Regions from separate parts of the Rattus norvegicus genome. Here region 2 is linked to region 1. Evidence: chromatin contacts called from public Hi-C data. All regions are on one chromosome and are shown on one strand. Each heading gives the region's core, a stretch centred on a gene start, on an enhancer-like site or on the middle of the called end of the contact. The rest is flanking DNA. Distances are from core to core; before and after follow the strand shown.

Region 1 (7,345 bases), core at 3,031-5,530:
TTCACCTTAGTTTTGGAGACGGTCTCTCCCTGAACCTGGAACTCACTCATGTAGTTAGGCTGGCTGGCCAGCAAGCACCAGGGATCCTCCTGTTTCTGCCCTGCCTGTCCTGGGATTGCAGCTGTGCACCTCTACAATGGCTTTTATATAAAACTTGGGGCTGCAACCTCATGTTTGCAATGCTAAGTATTTACTAACTGAGCCACTACCCAGCTCAGGTTTTGCCTTCTTTGCCCCTGAACTCAGAAGCTATGTGCTCCGGGGGCTCCTAGAACACAGATTTATGTGTCGTTACAGAGAAGGACAATGAGACCACGACCTCTGTCTCTGTTCACAAGAGCAATGAATTTGTATGGAAGTAAAGAGAAAATTGTAGTGAAAGCATCATTGATGAGACTCTCAGAGTCCAGGGCGGCTGTGGAAGCAGGACTCTAGTGACTACAACTGCTTGCCTGGAATGTGAACTTTGGTCTCCCACACCCGTTGGCAAGAGACGTCTAGAATGACCAAAACAACTGGACAAATTACTAAGTACCCTGAGTCTTAAGAAGTCCTGTGGGCTCTTCTCTCCTGGACATTTCCATCCTGCTCACACAGTCTTCTCTTTAGCTTGGATTCTGTCTGGTGGCCACTCCCTCTCAACACTCCACAGTCCAGAGGAGCTCCCAGTTTTCCTGTCCTCAGAACAGAAGTTCCGAACCATTGAAACCACCTCTCCCAGGCAGCCTGAGACCCGCAGATAAAGTCCTTCTTACTCTGCAGTCTCTGAGTGTGGACAGCTGAGACCCACAAAGAGAACTCCCTTGGTATCGCTGGACTTGGTTTCCCTTTAACCTCGTGTTGTTTATTTTTATGATGAAGTGTCGAGCAATCCTTGGCTAAAATATACCGAGACGTGAGAGTCTATTCAATGGCTAACTGACGAATTTGTTAAGAGTGAATGTGTTCGGGTTGGGGATTTAGCTCAGTGGTAGAGCACTTGCCTAGGAAGTGCAAGGCCCTGGGTTCGGTCCCCAGCTCCGAGAAAAAAAAAAAAGGAGTGAATGTGTTCAAGGGAACTAAAACAGGAGAACGCACTTTGCTTAGTGCTTGGCTGTGATATGTTCATTTAATCGTGAGCAGTATTTGTATTTGCTTTCTACAGAATGGGAATGAAATTAGCTGGCCCCGGGCTGTATCCACCTTAGTTGCTGTCACAGTGGAAGCCAACACCACTGCTTTAGCAGTGTGAGCAGGAGCTGGTGAGTTTTATTAGAAATACAAATCCTGGCACTGGAAGATGGAGCCATATTACAGTCTGGGTTCCACCACTGGCAACGTGTAGCTTCTTCACTGTGCGTGGACCAGTCACTAGGATCTGAATCCCACTGGCCAGCCTAAAACTGTCTGTCTGTCCCATGTCAGCTTGGCACTGCCCATGGTCTCCAGGAAATCCTGAGTTACAAGTCACGAGCTGAGCTCTGGGAACCTCCGGTGCCTCCCTCTCCCTCAGCACTTTCAGGCGCTCTCCTCCATGGACCTGAAGTTCCAGCACCGGATACCTTTGCACCTTTTGCTATCTCTTCCCTTCTCAGCCCGATGTTCCCTGGCCATCCTGGGAGTCAAAAGGAACGCTTCCCTTCCTGTGGTGCTTGTGTGGTGAGGAGTCACAGTTGGCTGTCCCGCGAACCTCAGATCTGGGGTCACACAGAACCTGGATCTGTTAGCATTCCTTTTTGGACTTTGTGACAATGAACACAGGCCTATGGAACTTCGATGAGCTCATACCCTTCCAGTGGCTTCGCTTGGGCCTTGTGTTTAGTCTCCCACAGAGACCTGTCCTCCAATAGGATGGGGCTTTTCCTCTCAAATGGCAAGCTGGCCATTGTGGAGACTAAAAATTCGGGAGAAATTGCATCTTTGGTGGTAGATCTGAGATTGCTTTGCAATCTTTTGTTGGCATTTATGAACCCCTTTGATTGGTGAAAGTTATCTGCGGCCATTTTTGAAGAGACAAGCTCGAGGAGGGAAATGGCATCTATAAACCAGACTGTGGAAGTATTTCTTGAGGGGTGGGGAGATTCTTATGCCCTGTTTGCTTCTAAATATCTGCAGGATGTTTCTATGCCTGCTCTAATCAGCTTTAGCTCCTGAATAAATAACACAGAAGCCTGGTATTTTTATTAACAAGCTGCTAGCACTAAGGTGGGCAGGTTCTGGACCTACTGTAGCCCGACTAGGCTGCTAATCCCAACCAAATGTCCCATCACTTGCCATATGATCTTGCCCGGCTCACTCTGGTCCATGTGTGTCCTCATGGCCACTCCCTCATCGAGACCTCAAGGTGAATCCAACTGCTCCATCCACGTGGTCTCTCTACCTTTCCTCCCTCTTTTCTCCTCTTCCTGGTCTCTTTGGGACCCTTCTGACAGGGATCAGAATTCCTGTCCTATTCTCTTTGGCCCAGCTGATTGGCTGCTCAGCTCTTTATTAACCAATCAGAGGTGATGGAGAGCAACTGAGACCAGATATGCTTGACCACGACATCATCTGGACTACAACCAGATGTCTGGGCATAGAAATCAGTATCTGAATACACAGTGCACAAAAACACCCCCAACACCAAATAACAAGCCTCAGAGAGGCCCTGAGTCACCAGGCAGGACCTGCTTAGAATAATTGAGCCATGACAGCTGAAACCACGTGCCTTTTCGGTTTACTTGTAACCATCATGGAAAACCTGCTTCCGTGAAGAGCCACTGACCTCTGGGAAAGCTGACAAAATTCTATCCCCGTGAAGGCTGTTTTCGTGGGTTCTGGAGAAGATGACCCTCTTGCTCCAAGACCTAGACTGCTTTTCTGGAAGCCTCCATTCAGTAGGGTTTGGAGTCACTGGCTAGCCAGTTCACTAATACACTGATTTTATCCAATGACCATGGTGAATTTTTTTCTTAACCTTTCTGTTTTCTGTTTCACTTGAAGATAGGAATGTTTTGGCCATCCCTTCAATTATTTATTCTTCTAAAGTGTGTGTGTGTGTGTGTGTGTGTGTGTGTGTGTGTGTGTGACGTATATGGTGTGTGTGTGTGAAGTATATGGGGTGTGTGTGGGTATGTGTGTAGTATATTGGGTGTGTGTGTATGTATGTATGTATGTGTGAAGTGTATGGTGTTTGTGTGTGCGTAGTATGTGTGTAGTGTGTTGTGTGTCTGTGTATGAGTGTGTATGTATGTGTGTAGTATATAGTGTGTGTGTATGTAGGGTGCATGTGTGTGTATGTATGTATGTATGTAGTATGTATGTGTGTATGTGTGTGTATGTATGTAGGGTGCATGTGTGTGTATGTATGTATGTAGTATGTGGTGTGTCTGTGTATGTGTAGGGTACATGTGTGTGTATGTATGTAGTGTATGATATGTGTGTATATATGTGTGTGTATGTATGTATGTAGTATGTGGTGTGTCTGTGTATGTGTAGGGTACATGTGTGTGTATGTATGTATATATGTAGTGTATGGTATGTGTGTATATATGTGTGTATGTGTGTATGTAGTGTGTGTGTGTGGTGTGGTGTGTGTGTGTGTGTGTGTGTGTGTGTGTGTGTGTGTGTGTGTGTGTAGGGTACATGTGTATCTCAATTAAGTTGGGATGAGTTGGTTTTTTCCTATCCAGGACATGGTGGGACTTTTTTTTCCCATTTAGGTCTTCAACAGATTGGATGAGAATAATAACCTCTTTAAATTTCCATCACTTAAAATTTCATCTTATGCAAAAACATCATTAAAAAATACCCAGAATAATATTTGACTAAATATCTGGTCAACCAGTTAAGCGAACACAAAAGCTTAGCATTGCGTGAACCCAGCGTGGACCGGCGAGTTCCTCTGAGAAGACTGTGAGCTTGGACCATCCTTTTACTGCTCCTCAGGTTTTATCTGCCAGCTCACAGGATGATAGGTTAGGAAAAGTGGTCCCTATTCCCTGTTCCTAGGATTACAGTTATGGTCATGTCTCTTTGTGTGCTAACTATGGGGTTGCTGTTCCACAAACCTCTCACCACATTCTCCCCTTCTGATTTTACATTCATGGAGGGGTCTAAAAGCAGGTTATTGGACATTAAAGACATCGGACTTTGCATAGGAAGCCTAGTCAGATCAGGCAAGGAAGAAAGCAGAGGATTGGGTTTTGAGCAATCACACTTCTGACATTCTTTTCTATCTGACTCTCTTTGTGAAGTTGGTCAACATGACAGGGCCTGAAAAATTCCAATAATTCCAACAAAATCTGTCACCACCCAGCTCAGCATCTTGAGCCGTCGGACATATGTCGGCAGACATTGTTTCTGACACTCGTTGACTCAGAAACTCAACAGCTTGATTCCTGGCATGCTTCTGAATTTCATTTTTCTCTCTATTCTTTCATATTCTAAATAGTTGGTTCCAGCAAGATAGACGGAGATGATGAGTGTTTCCAAGCTGTCTGGCTTTTGATTAGTAGAGATGGAGAGGCAGGCTGGCTCTTGACTTCATAGACAGCACGATGCCAGCCTGCCCAAGACATTTATCACAGAGATCTGCTCCCACATAGCAATGTGTCAGGATGTTAGGGAGGCTGATAGTCTAGAGGGCCATCAACCAGTGTTTAATAATGTTTCCTTTTAGTGATTTGTGGCCTAGAAGGGTCCTTATCACTCTTCTGAGGTTTCACCCAACTCTCAACCCAAGGGCAGCTTTAAACAAAGAGCATTAGACTTGAACCTTCCACGCAGCCTCCCTCTCTTCTCTTGCCTAGTCCTTCCCAAGCATATGGGGAAATTAGTCTTCATTTCTGGGAAAACGTGTGGGTTGGTTTTAAAAGAGACTTTTGCTAGTTCGCCTAAAATTGCCAAAGACCTGATAAGATTATCTGATGAGAACAATGTGGCTTTTTCAGTGTTTTCTCAGACAATTGGTGAGTCGGTTGGAATGCGTGAAAGGTGGGAGTGGTCTCAGAAGATTCACCCAGGCAGAGGCTTTGGAAATGGCCTATTGTCTAAAAGTCACATGAGTCACCTTATGCCCAAAAGGTCTGTAACCCTGTGATCTAACCACACTAGGTCTGGCCCTTCCCTCTCCTCTATGGTCTCTTCTAAAGATAGGACCAAAGCAAATGCCAAGGCTTCGTTTTCTAGTCCTTGAGCCAGCAGGTCCCTCCCATGACCCCTGACCTTAATTGAGCCTCCCAGAACCTCTAGTCTCATTAACATCAACACAATTCATATCAGTCTTAGACAAAGAGTTCATTCCCCTGCCTCACCTTCCTTCCCTTGTCTACTGCCTTCCAGCTATTATGGGACCATTGCTGTAATGCACAGGCAACCTTAGCTCAAAGACACTCAATTATTTATTGTGCCCAGAGAGGAGAGCACTCCCACCAGACAGCAGTGTGGCAAGGGCCCTTGCTTTCCCCGGAACTCTGCTCAAGTGTTCCTTTCTGAGGGAGGCTTCTCTAACGATGCTATTTATGAAGTCCTTCTGTCCACACTCTGTCCTTAGCACGCACTCCCTTTCTGAACTTGTTCTTTTCCCCATTAGTTCTCCCATCTGCCTCTTGAGCTAACATGTCGTAAACTGAATCCATTAGAGTTTGCTATGTTTCCATGTCACATGAAAGGAGTTATTTTATTATGCTTTTTTTTATTGTTATACAAATCAGTGGTTCCTCTCTGTGGTATTTCCATACACATGTGCACTGTGGATTGCTGTTCCCTCTCCTTACTAACTCTCTCTCTCTCTCATTATAGTTATAGTTATAACTAAATAAAGTTATATATTTAGGTGGCCACCTCTTAAAATATTCATGCTTTTAGATTTCATGCTGTGAAAAAAAAATAGGCAGAGACAGAGATCAGCAGCAACAGTTTTGGAAAAGCATCTGACACCAAATTACTCCTTGGAAACGAGTTTTATTAGGAATGAGGGCATTGGAAATGTGGGAACCATGACCAGGCCTTGAGAGAGAGCATCAAAAACCAGTGTGTTCTATCAGCAATGACGTGATAAGGTCTTAAAGAGGAAGAGAGGCTCCCTTCCCTTTAACACGTGGAGGGAGGCTGGAGAGGAGCTCCATGCTTAAGGACACTTACACTGAGGAGGGGAAGAGTATGATCAAATGTATTTAAGCTTAAACATCATTTTGAATAATGAAAAAGAAAAGAAGGGTGTAGAGGTGGCTTAGCAGTTAAAACCACTTGACGCTTTTGGAGAGGACTCAGGTTCAATTCCCAGGACCCACGGCCAACTGTGGCTTTAGCTCGAGAGGATCCAGTGCCCTTGTCTGACCTCCACGGGCACACACTTGGTGCACCTACAAACCTACAGGCAAAATACTCATTTACATAAAATAAAAATAACTATAGAGACTGGTCGTATGGCTCAGTGGTTAAGAATGCTTGTGGCCTTGCAATGGACACAAGTTTGGCTCCCAGCACCTCTGCAGTGGCTCACAACCATACACACCCGCAGTTCCAGGGTCTCTGCTGTCTTCTTCTGACCTCCAAGGATACCAGGAACACATGTGGCAATCACAAATATAGGCAAGTAAACACATTCATACACTTAAAGTAAAAATAAATAAATCTAAAAAGATTATAGAAAGAAAATCATCAAATTAAAAAAAATGTCTAAGACTTTGGCGTACTTAAGTTTACTCTTAAACTCGAGATTGTCAGCTTCCCTTGGAAAGCAGGACACTGTTATTAGTCCCTCTCCTGGCAGTGTAGTAAAAGTGAAAATAATAAAGCAGACAATATTGGTTGAATCAAGTAATCTAATAAGAAATGATGAACTGTGGTGGCTTGTGCCTGTAGCTGAAAGGAAAAAGAGGCGGTTGCCATGGTCGGGATGATTGTAGGGGTACAGATGGGGTCCCCCCACCCCAGGAGGATCTTCAGAGAAATCCTCAGAACAAAGAAAAACGTCCAACTTTTGTGTCATTTCAGAGGGTAGAAGGCAGGACCACAGCACTTGATTTAGTTCAACATAGTTTATCACGTGTTACAAAGAACGTGGACGGGCCAGGTAGTAGGTAGGACCGGAATTAGCACAACACAGCGTGTCTTCTAACTCTTTGTCTCAGAGAGATAGCTGAAGGGGATTGACTGATTAACTGATGAAGCTGATTTCTTCATGATAATAGAATCTGGCTACTTAGAGTCCAAGTATGATTTAGTTCAACATATTATAGGCACACGGCTGCTCTTATAGCTTAGCTATTGTGAATAAAAAGATTTTTTTAGCTCTTTTGTTTACTGCTGAATCATATACTCCAGTGCTTAGAAGTAAACTTGGCACACCCCAAACGTACACTCAATAGTTTAGACAGAAGAA
Region 2 (7,345 bases), core at 2,607-5,106, 110 kb after region 1:
GTGTGTGTGTGGTGTGTGTGTGTGTGGTGTGTGTGTGTGTGTGTGTGTGGTGTGTGTGGTGTGTGTGTTTGTGTGTGTGGTGTGTGTGGTGTGTGTGTGTATGTGTGGTGTGTGTGGTGTGTAGTGTGTGTGTGTGTGTGTGTGTGGTGTGTGTGTGTTTGTGTGTTATTTATTTAAAAATACAATCTTATTTAAATGCCTGTTAGTTGAACTGACCATGACAGGCTTAAGTCTTTTTTTTTTTTTTTTTTTTTTTGCTTGGGAGGGACTAGAAGAAAATTTATCAACAACACTATTAGAATTGTTTTCTCTCTAACCCATACATGCACAGGAAAACATTCAAACCATTAAAATCCTGACCCGAGGAGGAGAGATGACATATTTCATAGAAGAGAGACTAAGTTTTATTCTATGCATCTACAGTCCAGCACAGACTCTGAATGCCAGGCAGTCAGTTATCTGTTTTGTGAGTGGATTTCTACACATCAAATTCAGCTAGAAGTCTCAGAAATGAGACTAAGGCCTTATGAAGAAGGTGCCATCGCACCAAACCTTAAGCCACATGGTGTTGTAGAAATAAAAACACTCGCTAAAGGTTTTTTTTCTAAAGGTGGATTTTGTTGCTAAGATTACAACTATGACGTCTGTGACTTATTTGTTGCCATTGCATGTACAGAATGAAATGGTTAGTGTTGTTCGCTACGGAAGTGTGCTTCTCAGGAAGTCTACTAAGCCTTGAGTGTGCACGGGCACTTGTGTGCTAAAAACCCCGAGACTTGGAATTAAAAACCCTGAGACACAGATTGGAAGATTATTCTCTAAAATCGTGGGGGTTTTTTCTAAAGACAGGTGGGGTGGCAAAGGCGTTAATCCCAGCACTCGGGAGGTAAAGGCAGGTAGAGCTCTGTGAGCTGGACGCCAGCCTAGTCTACACTAGTCTCAGGCGAGCCGGGGATGTAGAGCGAGAACCCGTCTCGACACAAACTAAACAGCAAATGAGCAAGCAGATAAAACCGTGCTTTTCAGAATCTTGGTGCTGCCTGATAACTAACTGAGTTACTGACCAAACTGGCAAGCAGAAGCATTTTGAATGGTTAGGAGGAAAGATTTTCGTTGTACAGGTTACCACCTAATTTTGGACAGAACGTAAACTGTTGGGTAGTACATAATTATTTTCACAAAAATTCTTCATGGCCACGGCCAATTTCGCCATGACTAACCCTGCCAGATGTTTCTTCGGTTTTGCTGAGTCACTTTTTCTCCCCCACTCAGAACTCCTCGTTCTCACTAACTCTGAGGTTCCTCTGGCTTTTTCTCATATTTTGCCTTTTACCTGAAAAAGAAAAAAAATTGGGGAGGGGGAACAGTTAAATTGCTTATTTTACTCTCTCACATGCGTATAACGGGCTTTTAAAAATAATTACTTTCAGTTTTACCTTCTGCCACAAATCTTAACCTGCCCTTCTCCTGGGAAGAGAGAAGTTTGGAGGAGTTTATGCCAAACAGCCTGTTAAGCCTGGCTACCAACAGTCACACCAGTCGCATCCCATGACTGAGCAGATTCTGAATCACTCGACTATAGGCTGTTAGAAAAATGAAAGCAGCCCCCAAACTTCTTCATTCCGCTCTGAAACGACCTCTTCTCCAGTTAGAAGTCCTAGAAACTGGAAAGACCCTCAGCCACCTTGAGCTGGCTAGGGCTGGCTGGGGCTGGCTATGGAGCAAGGCTCTTGGATCCCATAGATTTGCATTTTTCTCACCAATCAGATTCCCTCGATGCCTGGCTCCCAGACAGAGAAACTCCAGTGACAGAGTTCATCTCTTGAATGGTAATGAAAACTTTCAGCACCAAGCAAGGCTGCATGGTGATCTTCACTGACTCAAATGTCAAGTACCCACTGGGGGCTGGTAACTGTGCTAAGAGCTAAGGGGGTGCGGGGGACCGGATCCTCCCTCTCCCCCAAAAAGCTCAAATGGAGAAGTTGACGAGTGAGGGCACAATTGAAATTATGTAAATTACTTGATGAAATCGAATTGGTAACGCTGTTAGCATGCTCTATAAATGTGAACAGGAAGGGCTCGAAATCACTTCCTGGTCATTTTCAGACTCTTCATCAGCTACATGACACCACCAGTTATGCAAAAGGAAAATCGAGCCCTTTACGTGTCCTCGTGTATGTCTGCTTTAAGGAATAGCCGACAGGACACTTGCCTATGAACAGTAATTTCCCCAAACTGCAAGTGTTTCCCACACCTGCTGCAGTGTCCTCTGTCTGTGGATGGAAAACTCATTCCTTGAACAGTTTTCTTGATGCCATCTTCCTTTGCTCCATTGGGAGGAGGAGAAGGTGAGGTCAGGAGGGAAAAGTCCCTGGAGTAGAGGAACAGATAGAGCTACATTGTATAATTAGGCCAGTGAGCACAGGGACCAGCTGACCTCAAGACTGGTATTGTAAAAGGCTAAGAGGTTCTGCCCTGTCCATTCTCAGGCATCATCAGGAAGCCTAACCAAAAGCCATTGTGAGTGTGACAACAGCTTAGTAACTTTTTACACTTCTCAGAGCCTACAAAGTGGACCTAATCGACTTTACTCAAGGAAAGTAAAAAAGAAAGAAAGAACGAAAGAAAGTATATAAAGCATGGGAAGACAGATATTTACATTACAATTCATAACAGTAGCAAAATTACAATTAGGAAGTAGCAATGGAAATATTGTTTATGGTTGGGGGTCGCTACAGCATGAGGCACTGTATGCGGGTCCCAGTATTAGCGAGGTTGAGGACCACCGGCATAAAAGAAGGAATAAGCAGGACAGTCAACCAGGAATGGTAAGAAACCTTCTGACGCCATGTTGAGTAAGTGCTAGCGGTAGGATAAGTGATATTCTCAGGTCCAACTTCCCAATAAAGCCTAGAAGGGGAAGCCAGGAAATAGATGAAGAAAATCCAAAGCTTGCAGGTGACACCTGGCTGCCACTAGGCTCAGTGACAGAGGTGTCCTTGAAATGGGTAGGTTTCATTCCCAGGGTCTAGGAAGGAAAAAAATAAACAAATTGGGAAGTCCGAATGTTTTTTTTTTTCAGTTTCATTTTTTTCTTTCTCTGTGCTTTGGAGGAATTCATTACAACCCACTGCTGTCCTCTTCAACGTAAGAACCAGCCTTCCTGGAACCCGTGGCTACTGAAGTCTTGGTCAAATTCTCCCAGGCTTCAAGCTGCAGTTCCTCAATCACTTCAGGAATGGGAGTCGGGGAGCCCAGTGGCCTTTAGACCTAATCCAGGGGCCTTGTCCATGGCAGACACGTGCATTTATTGCACCGCCCTGTACAGCGTACCAAGGGACTGAATGTTCTGCTAACCACCGGGTGCTCAGGCTGGGCTTTGGAACTGCCCTTGGCTACCAGGGATAGTCCAGGAGTTTTGATACATCCTCTGCTGAGGGCTCAGCGTATATCGAAAGCAGAGTGAAAGTAAGGCTCCCTTGACTTTCAACTTAGGTCCCTCCAACAGCGCAACTCCTTTCTCCCCAGCAAACCACCTAGGGTGGTCACCCAGGGAACAGCCCGGGAGCCTGGGTCTCCGCAGTACCTGGATCCGCCTGCGCCGAAGGGGTGCTCGGCGGTGGTGTTGAATCACGGTTGAGTCACCCCTTTCGGGGTCTCGGAGTTTCCTACGGGAGGGGAGTGGGCGGAGCAGGGGTGTGGACTGACCGGGAGCCGCCCACCGCGAAAGCGAGTGACCGGGGCCCCGGGGGGCGGGGAGTCGCGAGCCTCGGCGGAGGCGGCGCGGGGTGGAGAGGAGCCGGTGTCCGCGCGGCCCTTTATAACGCGCCCCGCGCGGACCCCGGCAGCCTGGGTACAACCGGTACCCATCACTCGCTCCGTCTGATCGCTCGTGTAGCGTAGCCTCCGCGCCTCTGCTGAAGCCCCGCGACCTCGCCAGCAGCCCTTGGACATGGCTATCCCCATGCGCCCGCGCCTCCTAGCGGCCCTCGCGCCCACCTTTCTCGGCTTCCTTCTCCTTCAGGTGGCCGCTGGTGCAGGTGAGTGGCATTGATCCTGAGAAGCCCGGGGTGCACCGCCCGCGGGAGACAAAGAATGGGTCTGGCTGGCTGGGAGGCTGCTCTGGTTCCTTGAGGACGCCAAGGTGTCCCGCCGTACCTGTGGATTCGGCTGCGCTAGCCTTGAGCGTTTCAATGAACTCAGGGAGGGAAGGTAGTTGGTACCCGGACTCCCGGCTGTTGTCGCCGCTGAAGATGCCTGCTTTGTGCATCCACCGTGGTTACATAGGATTAACTGGGGTTCCAGCTTTAACTCTGAAGGAAGAGCTTCCTAGGAAATTGGGCCCTTGAAGGTGGCGGGCTCCAGGGCCCGCCTTTGCCAAAGTCGGCGTGCTTCGCGTGGTTTGATGTTAAGGTGTGCGCTCTTGTGGCCTTTGGTTTAAGAAGCAACGCTGTTGTAAACTCAGGCAAGACAGAGTGCATACCCACATCTACCCAGTGTTGGGGTGAGGCAGAGGCTGAAACCCAGGGACTTGCAAAAAGAGACGTTGGACAGTATTTTAATGGCATAGCATCCCACCATGCGACAGGTGCCACGTGGGCCGCACATCTGCCTTGCTCTCCCTGAGAATTTCGGTGTAAAGATATTTTAGATTACAATGGGAAAGGTCAGGTTAGACTTTTTCGTTTATGCACATTCCTGACTGTGTGTTTGTGTGCACGTGTGCGTGTGCATGTGTGGCGGATGAGCCCTGTTTCAAACGAACTTACTCAAACCCTTCCTGCCGGACTGCTTCAGAAGATTCTGGGACTCTCTGGCACCTTGGATTCTCCTTCCGTGCGGTTTTAAAGTGGGCTTTCCCATGAACATTTAAAGAAGGACCTCTGGATCTTCAGCTGTTTCCACGGATTGCCTGTGGATGTTGCCTGGAGGGCTATATGGGTCACCCTCTGTTCTTTACAAGTGAGCAAAGCTTTTGTGACTGAAAACAAAGCGGAAACAAACAAACAAAAAAAATGTGTGCCCTTTGATGGCGGAGGCTGGGAAAGTGTTTTAGACATTAGCCCGAGGTGGAGAACACTGAAGTGCATGCAGTTAGAGATCTTTTGTGTTTATTTGCAGGCACTCCTCCAGGGAAAGCGTTTAATTTAACTTGGATATCAACTGATTTCAAGACAATCTTGGAGTGGCAACCGAAACCCACCAACTATACCTACACTGTTCAGATAAGGTAAGCCAGGTCTTGTGCACCAATAGAGGTGGTTGGATGAGGCTGTTTACCAAATGGGTGTTCATGGTAATTTGCTGGCTACTGCCATGTTCCATCGGATGAAACATTTCCATACTTTAAACTGATGCGACAGGAACGGGTGTGTGGGGTTGTGAGGTGCCCTCTGTCCCTTGAGTGCTTACCAAGCACACCCAAATCCTTGGTCCTCAACCTAGCAAAGAATTGTTTCAGTGGCCACTGTGTCTCTCCGGAGGAAGTAGAATTTGAAATTCAGTCACTCTTAGCTGTAGATAGGGAGTTCCAGGCCATCCTGCAATACAGAGGACCCTGTATCTACATATATATATATATATATATATATATATATATATATATATATACATACATACATACATACATACATAAGGTAATGTCTAGTTACTTGAGGGTAATTATAGGAAAGTTATTAATTGCATATAAGTAAGTGTATTGCGTGCTTTGGGATCAACAGCAGCCTGTCTCTTCCGAGCACCGATGCCCTTTTCTGGTTACTAGCTGTCTAGACTGAGCAACTGCTGGCATGTCAGAGGGAGGTGGGAGGAATTCCAGTGTCTACACTGCCCTGAAGCAGTACCTGATTCATTAATCTATGGCCTCTGTGAATTAAAATTTAGTTGTGCACACGATCTCGGTGGAAGCCAAATTCCTGAGTCACTGAGCTGCTTAGAAAACACTGAAGGATTTGTCTGCATCCTTAGCTGTCTGGGGCAGTTTGACTCCTTCAGACATGTTCACTGATTGACAGCTCTCGGGAACAAGTAATTCAACTCTTTTGATCTAAGTGGCCAGGGTGTGCCTGGATGTCTTCCTTGATGATTTTCACATATGATTGGCAAGCTTTTGGTTTCTGATAGATTCTAGGAGATGGATGAGGAATGTGAGAAAGCTGCCTGGTGTGGAAATTATTTTAGTAGTGAAGCTGGGAAGGACAGGAGAGTATTGTTGGCAAAAGGCAAGCATGGTTTAACACTTTGTTTTTCCGTTTTAGCTTGGGTTGAGTCTTATTAAGTACTAGGATGCATCTCACAGGTGTGGGTCTTTTAAATGACTTTCTTTTTTTTTTTAAGATTTTATTCATTTATTATATATAAGTACACTGTAGCTGTCTTCAGACACACCAGAAGAGGGCATCAGATCTCTTTACAGATGGTTGTGAGCCACCATGTGGTTGCTGGGAATTGAACTCAGGACCTCTGGAAGAGTAGTCGGGTGCTCTTAACCGCTGAGCCATCTCTCCAGCCCTTAAATTACTTTCTTGCTTTTCAAAATGAACTCCATCATAACTATTGCCAAACCAAAGGAGGAGAAAGAGAGAGAGAGAGAGAGAGAGAGAGAGAGAGCACACACACACACATATATATTCATGTATAACTATGCATAGCTATATGGAGATGAATTTCATAATCTGTAATTACCATCACAGTCAAACTTACCAGTTCAAAGGCTGGAGATGCAGTTCAGTGACAGAGTTCTTGTCTGTCGTGTACAAAGCCTTGGGTCCCATCCACAATCCATGTCCCCTCTCCTCCCAGTTTAGATGGTTCCTGTAATCCCGGCACAGCTTGCTTATGTGATGCAAGAGGATTAGGCGCTCAAGGCTGCATGTTTGTTCAAGGCTATAGAGTGAGACCCTGACTTAAAACAGGTCCAAACCTCAGCACTTCATATTCTAACAGTGGAGCGTTATTAAAGTGATTAACTTCTCTTATACAGACCTGACATTTACCTTGGGAGATCCTTTCCTTCTAGATGTGAAGATTAGATTTTCAGAGAAACGGTTACTTTCTAATATCTTGATCATTAATTGGAACAACATTGGGAATATATCTTGGGCTGTCATGAGTCTTAAAATGGAAGCCTTTATGGGCTCTAAGTTTTAGAGTTTTTAAGGTGCTGATCACTGAGATGGGTGTGGCTCATGATTGCAAATATCAGCGCTCAGGCCACTGCTTGGGGACACCTGCAGACTTGGGTGTCTTCCTGGTCAGGTCACCTTGCTCAGGCCCTTGCTCCTGAGCTGGGTGAACCTGGAAACATTTCCACTAGTCAGTGCCTGAGACCCAAGTGACCCTTCAC

Evidence for each region. A called contact is a pair of places that touch in the nucleus more often than the background predicts.
Region 2: a contact with region 1 is called in a Hi-C map of the A7r5 cell line, with 2.7 times the contacts expected there. The contact joins the promoter of F3 here to the enhancer-like site in region 1. A contact is called at or near these places in 3 of 12 Hi-C or Micro-C datasets (the A7r5 cell line, liver and mammary epithelial cells) and 1 of 1 datasets of contacts at active chromatin or transcription factors (oligodendrocytes).

Annotation. Positions count from the first base shown.
Region 1 is chr2:212,397,666-212,405,010 of GRCr8, forward strand. No RefSeq gene overlaps it. Among named protein-coding and RNA genes, the nearest start is that of Slc44a3, 89 kb to the left of the region's middle. Within about 2 kb of position 4,281, at least 6 of the 93 cell types and tissues checked have an H3K27ac peak or open chromatin away from gene starts, as enhancers often do. A contact at or near this core is called in the A7r5 cell line, where this site is marked.
Region 2 is chr2:212,507,916-212,515,260 of GRCr8, forward strand. F3 (coagulation factor III, tissue factor) reads left to right here and starts at 3,857. Exons shown (of 6, transcript NM_013057.2): 1 at 3,857-4,040; 2 at 5,122-5,230. The coding sequence starts at 3,953. It overlaps LOC102555482 (a long non-coding RNA gene), which reads right to left and starts at 2,974. Exons shown (of 7, transcript XR_005501253.2): 1 at 2,838-2,974; 2 at 2,255-2,371; 3 at 1,221-1,333.